Regions from separate parts of the Zea mays genome. Here region 1 is linked to region 2. The links are chromatin contacts, called in public Hi-C maps. All regions are on one chromosome and are shown on one strand. The core of a region is the stretch at or near the end of the contact, and the rest is flanking DNA. Distances in the headings are between cores, read along the strand shown.

Region 1 (4,564 bases), core at 1,849-4,348, 220 kb after region 2:
TGAAATGTGATAAAATTGTTGTTGATGTTGAATGCTAAAATTGTAGTGGGCGGGCGGGTAACGGGTATCCGCTAGATAACAGATACCCGATGGGTACGGATATGGGTAGAGATCCATACCCACGAACGTTTATGGGTACAGATATGGGTTGAGTTTTGTCTCGCGGCTATGGATTCGTGAACTATATATCCGCGTACTACCCACCCGATTGTCATCCCTATGTGCAATAGCCATTGCGTGGGTCGGTGTTGGGGCTGGTGTCAGATGAATACGGGGAGGAGGCGTCGCTTCCACGCCCTCTGCCGAGAATGGGTGGAGGAGGCGAAGGCATGAGGGGAGAAAGAAAAGAAGCAGGATGGCGAACGAGGTGGCGGCAACTGAGCCGAGGACCATCATTATCGTGCGAAGGTATAGATGGTCAAATGGGTCGTGTCTGGCGGGCGGCCTGGGGCACGACCCATTTAATAGTGCCTAGGCCAGCCCGGCACGAGCGTCGTGTCGTGCTTGGGCCATAGCCTCAGCCCGTAGTGCTGACCCGGTCTGGCACGATTATATTTTTTTATTTTACAAAAAATCGTATATACATATGTACAATTTATATTCAATATTAAAAACACCTAAGCATGATGTTCTACTGTTTAGACGGCTTCACTTAGTGTCTCCCGCCTTTCTTCCAACAGGGGGTGGGTTCAAACCCCACCTCCTACACCACTTTTTTAACATTTTACGCTAGACTGGCTAACGGACCGGACGTGAAGGTTGTCTGCACGGAAGGGTGCAGCGGGTTAATTTGAGATAGATGTGAGGGGTTATTTGTAAAAATACGATACAGGACGACCGTTGAAACTGCTGCTTTAATATAGTAGAGATTAGTCATTTTGACATTTTGGATAGCTAACAGCCTAACAATAGGAATCACATGCTCTAGTTTTTTTATGACTACACGGGAGCAAATAACAGGGTCAACATGATGAGTACAATTGGTAAGAAAGTTAAAAAAATTAACAAAATCCTGAGTTGGTAGATTAAAATAGCATCGGTAACACCAAATAACGCAGTTTAAAACCAAAACCATAAATAACTATATTGTGGGAGGCATAGAAATGTTGGGGGTGCCAGGCCCCCCCTTCCCTCCGCCACTGCAGGGTTGTGGCCAATGCAATGCTCATTTGCTGCCACGAAGATGTTTAGGAAGCACAAATAGAATACTGAACTGAAAATACCAAGGTATCTTCCTTCATTTCTAGCCCAGGCCAACGGAGGACCAGAATAAAGGAGTAAATATGGGTCGATTGGAAAAAGACACTGTCATATTTTGAGAAACATCTAATGCTGAAATACTTGTTACCTTAGGTTTTTGCTGTTCTCCTGAAGGACATGGTGGTGGACGTGGTATTTGTTTCTCACTTTCCTTGTTATCAGATACAGCCTACGTAATGGGTCAAAGAAAACCAAAAAAAAGACACGGAGTAAAAATGGTTATCAAATTCACATGTGTCAGAAGTAGATGGTTACAGTTCTGTTAGAAGGCATGATATATGATAATTTGTTCTACCATGACTGGATGCTCCTCTTCTAGTAAATGTCCCAAAGCCTGAACGGTCACCTCAGGCAGCTTCTGAAAGTAAATAATAAAAATGGTGAAAAAATCAGAACCTGGGGAACAAGAACTTGTATATACCAAGAAATAAGCTTGAGAAACTTTAGTGTATGATAGGATTCACTATCACTAGAGGGAAGCACCAACTAACAAAGGTCATGGTAAGTTTCATTTTCCTTGATATCACTGACCTATTGAGAAACTAAATAATCAAGTAATATACTACTGAAATAGGCATAGAATCCAAAATTTCCAATTCATGGCCCACCAAAAAAGCATTTCCTCATATATATGCTCATCATCCATAGCACAATCAATTTTACAGATCAAAAGAAAGGTCGATGGATCATAAAATAAAATCATCATATTGACTATATCATCAACTAGGGATTCCTCACCATATAGATATACTCCCTCCATCCTGAAAAGAATGCAATTCTAGCATAATACTGAGCAATTTTGAGTTTGACCAAGTTTATATAAAAATGCATCAAAATTTATGATATGTTGTTAGATTTGACATGGAATAAATTTTCGTAGCATAACTATATTGTGCCGTAAATATTGATACTCTTTTCTACAGAGACAGATTTAGTCAACCTTTAAATGAATTGACTAAGGATAGAGATAGAAGTAGAATTGCATCCTTTTTAGGACGGAGGTAGCTAGTATAGTAACTTTTAAGAATATAAAGCTTTCATAGTGACATTGGACTTCGAGAGCATATAACCATATAAATTGCAGCAAGAGCAGTTGAAACTGGACTCGCTTGACACACTTGGAATAATTGCAGCAAGGCGACACGAAACTCTTCCAATTTCAAAAACTAACCAGGTTCGTCTCCTTGCCAGTGATGAACCCCAGAGAGAAAGGTTGCGGGGCAGTTAAGAGAACCGAACCCGCAACGGTGAAGCTAGGCGCTCGCAAAACACACATCGAAAGAGCCCAAAACCCCAGCGATCGCACAAGAGAAATTTGAACATAAGCATTTGATCGGAGGGCTCCTCACGGATTCAGAGGAGAAAGGTTGAGGAATCGCCACCATTTGCTCCGGCGGTGGAGGAAGCAGAACGACCAACATAGCCGCGACGGCGGCCTCCGTGTCGTCATCGGAAACGGGCGGCAGAGTGGCGACGGTCTCTGCCGCCACCGGCGGAGGCACTGCGGCGTCCGGCATAACCAGCGGCGGCGGGACCGTCATGTACGCGGCGCCGACGGTCTCGGCGGCATCCTCGTCTGCCATCGACCGACTAATGAGGGGTTTTGAGGACAGGGCGGGGCGCGAGGGTTTAGACGAGGGGAAGAAGATTGCTGTGGTGGATCATGCAATCCAGCTACAAGTGCAGCGCGACGCGACGCGACGCGACGCGCACTGGAGTCTGGAGCGGCGGCGGAGGAGGAGAGCGAGAAGTCGAGGCGGCGGCGGAGGGCGTCCTCGCTTATACACGCTGGACGCGATGTGGCATGGCGCATGACTTATGAACCTCAGGCCTCAGCCCGGACGCGGCAGCCGGGATGCTGGATGGGTTGGGTCGGTTCTCCTTCCTTCGCAAATCGGTCAGGGGCGCGTCTCGGCGGCCCGCCTCGCCGTACCGCTGGTGCATGCAAAGGGTTCACGTTCACATGCCGTCAGAACAGCACGATCCACACGCAGTGACGCAGCCTACATCGCCGGCCTGTCTGTCCCTGTCCAGCAGATCGTAGATCGTCTATACGAGTGTCTAAAACAATATTTTTTAAGACATCACTATTTACGAGAGGGCTACTAGAGATAAACTCATACTCAAATACAGCGATAAGAAGCGTCCGAACGGCTGAGTTCGTCATGTCACACCAATGCTCTATGGTCATGTTTGTTTCACTTCTGACCGGATTCTGGATGTCAGAATCAGCTTCTAGCAAATATTTCACTTTTCGGCTTGTATATGTAAGAATCATTTATGTGAAAAAACATCCAAATCAACGTCAATGTAGAATCTGCCAAGTTATCGCGTCGGAAGGAATCTGTCGTTTTCTAAACCCTAAAACATGTGATAGGTTACATAGATTTATGTAAACATGCCATTAGAACTTTTGCATGGTACAACATTTCTTTTCTTTTCTCTACTATTATAATGCAGCAGTTTCAAGGGTCAACAATTGTGCCCCCCCCATTGTTCGTGCATTGGCCCCCATTCCCATGTGACGTGTGTCACACCGCCGCCCGCTCGCCTCACTCGCAACTATCGCCTGCCCGCCCGCCATCCACGTCCCTCGTGCCGCTCGTGCATCACGTCGCACGCTCGTCTCGCTGCTGGAATTACCGCCACCCTCTAGCTAGTGGTTGAAGCAGAGACGCAATGAGAAAAATTCATACGACTAAAGTTGTGGCAGGAGTGGGCGCGTGAGAGATGATAAGGATGGTGGTGGGTCTCAGCTGCCATCGTCAGCCGTGTGGGTGCACGGGTGCGGCAGCGCGACTTCTGTGTCGTCTGCACCCGCGCGCCTCTTCACGAGGTCGCGGGGTAGAGTCGTGGCATCAATTGGGAGGGGAAGGAGGCGGAGGCACGTTGTCTAATGCTGCTCATCTCTAGAGACAAATGGCACTCGCCCCGTCGCGCCAATAACCTCCGCAACGCCTTCGAATGGGTCGATACAGCTCTATTCCCAGACCGAGAGGTAGGTAGTGGATCATTCTATGGTTTCATCTGTTCTCCTCGAATCTCAACGTCGTTCTTATTTCATCATGGAGGGGACAATGGCGTAGGGTGGTCAAGGAGGCAGTAAAGCAGTCCTAGGAAGGCTAGGGATCGACAATAGATTGGACCGAAGTCAATGTGCATTTCGATGGTACTCGCCTTCGTTACAGTTGCATTCTATGTTTATAACTTTATCCAGATTATATTGATTATTCATGTTGATTGCTATGCTAGGGAGCATGGGTTTTGAGACCGAAGTCCTCGTAGCCATCATCCATTGTCCACT
Region 2 (4,588 bases), core at 1,421-3,920:
TGTATCGGTATCGTCCCTATCCGGCAGGCACAGGCGAGCTGATGAGCTCTCCTGCCTGATTACCTGCCCATGACAGACCCGGGCTCCGCAAGGCGGCTGTAGAGCGCGGCGCTGAGCTGGTCCTGCGAGTACATGCGGCTGGCCATCTTGACGGCGACCTGCTGGATCATGAGGTCCTTGACGACGGAGACGCTGGCGTGGTACACGTCCAGGTCGAGCTCGCGGAGCGCCGTCATCAGCCGCGCCGACGGGTGGTTGCGCTTGTGGCACTGCACGCGGATCATGGCCTCCAGCCCCAGGATCTTGGCGTCGATCTCTACCGCGTGGCAGCGCGGCCCGCCGGCGTCGTGCCCGCCGAGCCCGGCAGCGGGGTGCGGGTGCGGCCGCGCGTCGCGCTCCTTCTTGAGCGCCTCGACCTGGGCCTGCAGCGTCTCCCTGTCCGACTCCAGCGACGTCAGCTTGCCGCGGAGCTCGTTGATGTAGGAGATGGCGTCGCCGAGCAGCGACGCCTTGTCCATCTTGGACACGTTGGGCACCACGGCGCGCAGCGCGTAGAAGCGCTGGTTCAGCTTCTCCCGCCGCTGCCGCTCCGCCTCCACGTGGTTCAGCGGCTCCTCGCGCCCGTTCGCGGGCTTCCGCCCGCGCTTCCGCGGCCGCTTCTCCGCCTCCGGCGGCGGCGCCACGACGCGGCTGCTCTCCACCTCGCGCACGGACGCGTCCAGGTCCGAGTGGTCGGACTCCGACTTGGCCGGCGCGCCCGTGCCTGCCGACGGCCGCGCGGTCGGCGCCGACGAGAAGGACAGCATGCCCTCGTTCGCCGCCGCCGCCGGGTGGTGGTTGGTGTTGCTCGCCAGGGAGGTGGCTTCCATCGAACGCTTGTTGTTGTTGTTGTTGTTCTTCGCGTCGTTCGCCGCGGCGGTCGCCGTGTGCTGCGACTGCGAGAATAGGCTGCCGGGAGCGGTGGTGAGGCTGGCGGGAGGCGCCGGCGACGGGTTCCTCTGGGCGTTGCTGTCGACGCCGAAGCTGAGGATCTCGCCGGACTCGGGCTTGAAGAACGGCGGGGCCGCCGCCAAGGAAGGATTGGACGCGAAATCCGAGAAGTTGAGCTCCCGGCGGAACGGGCCCTGATTCTGCTGCTGCCGCTGCGGTGGCGCCGGCGGGGCTGGCGGCGCGTGCACGGAGGGGCTGGGGTTCTCCGTGAGCGTGCTCGTGCTCCCGTTCTCGAAGTGAATCTGCGGCGGAGGCGGAGGCGGAGGCGGTTTGGAGACGGAGATCTCGGCCGCCGACGGGTGCGAGTAGGAATCCTTGATGTCCACGACCGGCGCGTCGGCGAGCCACAGCACGGATGGGTCCGTCTCCGCCGCCTGGTCGGCTTCGGCGGCGTGCTGCTGCTGCGGCGCCGCCTGGGGCTGCACGGGCGGCCACGAGCCACCCCCCGGCCCGCCCCCGAAGAGCGAGCGGATCTTGGCCATGGTCTCGGCGGTCTGGAACACGACGTCGGTGGAGCCGAGCTCGAGCACGCCCGTGCCGACGGGGAAGCAGACCATGGTGCGGAGGCCGAAGTTGTAGGCCTGGCGCGCGCGGTCGCACGGCGCGGAGGAGAGGCCGGCGGCGATCCAGGTGTGGTGGCCCGCGAAGAGCGCCTGGCCGGGGAGGCCCGAGCCGTTGAGGAAGGACTGCGTCATGGAGACGAGGAAGAACCACTCGGTGTCGGTGACCTCCTCCTCGACGGCCTCGTCGGGCGCGGGCGCGGGCGCGGCGGAGGCGCCGCCGGAGATGAGGGAGTTGAGCTCGCGGAGCACGCGCTTGCGGTGCTCCTGCTCGGCCTGCGCGGCGGGCGTGAGCGGCGGGCGGTGCCTGCGCTTGTCGTCGTCGCAGCCCTTGTAGTAGCCGTCGCCCCAGCCTAGCAGCGACGCGCCGGTGGCGGCGTCCAGGGAGGACTGCCAGAAGATGGCGTAGGTCCAGGTCTCCCTGGACCCCTCGATCATGGCCTGCAGCCGCTGCTGCAGCGTGTCCTGGTTGAACCCCGGCGCCATCGCCATCGCCGGCGGCATCTGCGGCGGCGGCGGGTTGCCGCCCCCGGCCGGCGCCCCCCAGGGGTAGGCGGGGAGGTCGGCGGAGGCCATGAAGGCCTCCATCATGGAGGCGTTGTCGTCCGTCCACAGGTTCATGGGCGTGGCGTAGCGTGGCAGACCCGAGGAAACGGTGGGCGGAGAATGGAGGGCGAAGGGGAAAGGCGAAGGAAATGGGTTGAAACGCGGAACCCGTGGGATTATGCGGCGAAAACGCCCGTGACAGAGGCTGGGCGCCTGTCCCGCCTCCTGTCCGGTTGGCGAGGCGAGGACAAATACAGGAAGGGAAACAACATCCCTTCGCCACGGGGCCACAGCACCGACCTACAATTCAGGAGGGTTCGTAGCCCGCCTCCTTCAAAAGTGGACCCGATTGTCAGCGAGAAGTGAGTAGCCATGGTGTCCGCTGGGCGTGCTATTTTTACACGTGAAAATGACGCACACACCTGCTTGGTGCTTGCTAGGAGCGCAACCATGTCATGTCACGGACCTCTTAAATACCTCCTTAGCCTAATCGTCAATATATGTACTCCTACTGAGATGGCTCGAATGGAGCATCGCAATTTGCTGCACGTTTTTATTACTCCACGCACGTGCAGAAACAGCAGCATGTGGGCATCGGTAGATAGCCTATAGTAGCTTGTGGCCGGCTCTGTCTGACCGTTGAGTTGATTCCATCCCCGTCAGGAGAGTGGCCCACGTGCAGCGGTTGGAAGCAGCAAAGGCCCTCCACTTCATGGGTCGGTGGGCCCACGCAGCGGACAAGCCAATGAAAGATAAGGAGGCCCAGGTGGGCAATGCGGGACGGCGCACGCGATCTCTGGGGCCGTCCATCCGTGTTCACGTGTTTAGCGAGCGTCGCAGGCGGGCAGCGTGCTAGCCAACCGTCTATATAAATATCTGTTGTGATTCGGCTTAGTGCTAATATAAAACGAGGTGCGGGGCAGCTGTGCTGTGCTGTGGCCGCCGATGGAGGTCGTGGTCGCGTTCGGCTTAATCAATGGTAATCTCCTCTTGGCGCGCAACACATGCTACACGCAACGCAACCATGTACAATTGTCAGGGTATACCAACGCTCGGCAAGCTTCTTTACAGGTATAGGTTACTTTTACAAAGCGTAGCGTCCCGAGTACGCGAAGCAGGAGGAGATATATATCTGTACTAACTATTAAGGAGGCAGTGTAGACTGGCCCCGCCCTGCGATCCCATCCGCCTGCGATTCCCTCGCCGCGAAACCAGCTCGCGCCTCCCACCCGCCTGCGATCCCCTCGCCGCGAAACCAGCCAGCATCCCCGCGGCGCCTGCGATCCCCTCGCCGCGAAACCAGCCCACGTCTCCCACCCGCCTGCGATCCCCTCGCCGCGAAACCAGCCAGCATCCCCACGCCTCCCTCGCCGCGAAACCAGCCCGCGCCTCCCACCCACCTGCGAATCCCTCGCTGCGAAACCAGCCAGCATCCACGTGCCTCCCTCGCCGCGAAAGCCCCCGCCTGCGAATCCCGGCGCCGCGAAACCAGCCAGCATCCCACCCGCACGCCAGCGCCTCCCCCGCCGCGAATCCCACCCGCACGGCCGCCCGCGCCTCCCCCGCCGGCGGAACGTCCGCCGGTCCTCTAGCTCCGTGAACAACCCTCGCACGCCCTCAAGCCCGCACGCCTGCTGCCGCGAAAACCTCCGCTACCAAGCCGCCCACACGCCCGCACGCCAGCCCCCGCGAATCCATGCTCTTAGCGCTCTCCCTCCCCCGCGGCCAGCGTCCCACGCACTCCCTCCCTCCGCGGCGCCCAGATCCGACCGCACTGCACCCCCGATGCCTAGATCCGCGTTTCAGGAGACCGCCGCCGGTGGAGACTGCTACATGGAATGTAGGTGGCCGCATGCCGCCAGGCTCGCTTAGCCTCGATGGCTGGCTCTGCCGCCGGCCTACATCTACATCCTCGGGTAAAGCCCCCTAATTTATTCTTGAGTCATTGCGGTTGCGCCGGCATGCAGGTTCCAAGAGATCGTCCTGTTGAACGCCAGGAACATCCTCGATGCCGAGGACAATGGCCCCGCGAGGAAGTGGGTGTCGCTGGTCAGGCGAACGCTAAACAGCCTGCCAGGAAGTAGCCATCCTCACCTAGCGATTCTTCACTTGAGTCGCTTCTTCTTCATAGCCATGAATCTTGTCAACCTATTCATCTGTATGGTTTTGGACCAGTTACTGTGCAAGGTTTTCCTGTACTGTTCTTTCTAATTATCTTGATCCTATTCTTCATCCAGAATGGTAGCTTGTGATGGCTAAGGAAATTGCTGCGCTTGAGCGTACCAGCATGTGGGATCTTGTTCCTTATCCTCATATTCGTCCTATTACATGTAAATGAGTTCATCAGTTTTTCTCTTAAGCATTATAAAGCTCGTGTGGTTGCTCGTGGTTTGCAACAAGAGCATGGCCATGATTATGATAATTTGGGGTTGAGGGTGGGTTGGTTGGATAGATGGCTATGCATCTAACACTTTCATGTTTGAATTATTCTA

Evidence for each region. Hi-C and Micro-C count contacts between places; a contact is called where the count stands out from the background.
Region 1: a Hi-C map of ear shows a contact between it and region 2, with 2.9 times the contacts expected there. The contact joins the promoter of LOC103638897 here to the promoter of LOC103638892 in region 2. A contact is called at or near these places in 10 of 25 Hi-C or Micro-C datasets (bundle sheath, ear, endosperm and 4 more).

The regions. Positions count from the first base shown.
Region 1 is chr9:117,456,022-117,460,585 of Zm-B73-REFERENCE-NAM-5.0, forward strand. It overlaps LOC103638897 (ubiquitin carboxyl-terminal hydrolase 25), which reads right to left and starts at 3,099. Exons shown (of 13, transcript XM_008661681.3): 1 at 2,610-3,099; 2 at 1,556-1,618; 3 at 1,349-1,429. The coding sequence starts at 2,843.
Region 2 is chr9:117,232,244-117,236,831 of Zm-B73-REFERENCE-NAM-5.0, forward strand. It overlaps LOC103638892 (transcription factor MYC2), which reads right to left and starts at 2,671. Exons shown (of 1, transcript XM_008661676.4): 1 at 1-2,671. The coding sequence starts at 2,171. The coding sequence ends at 60.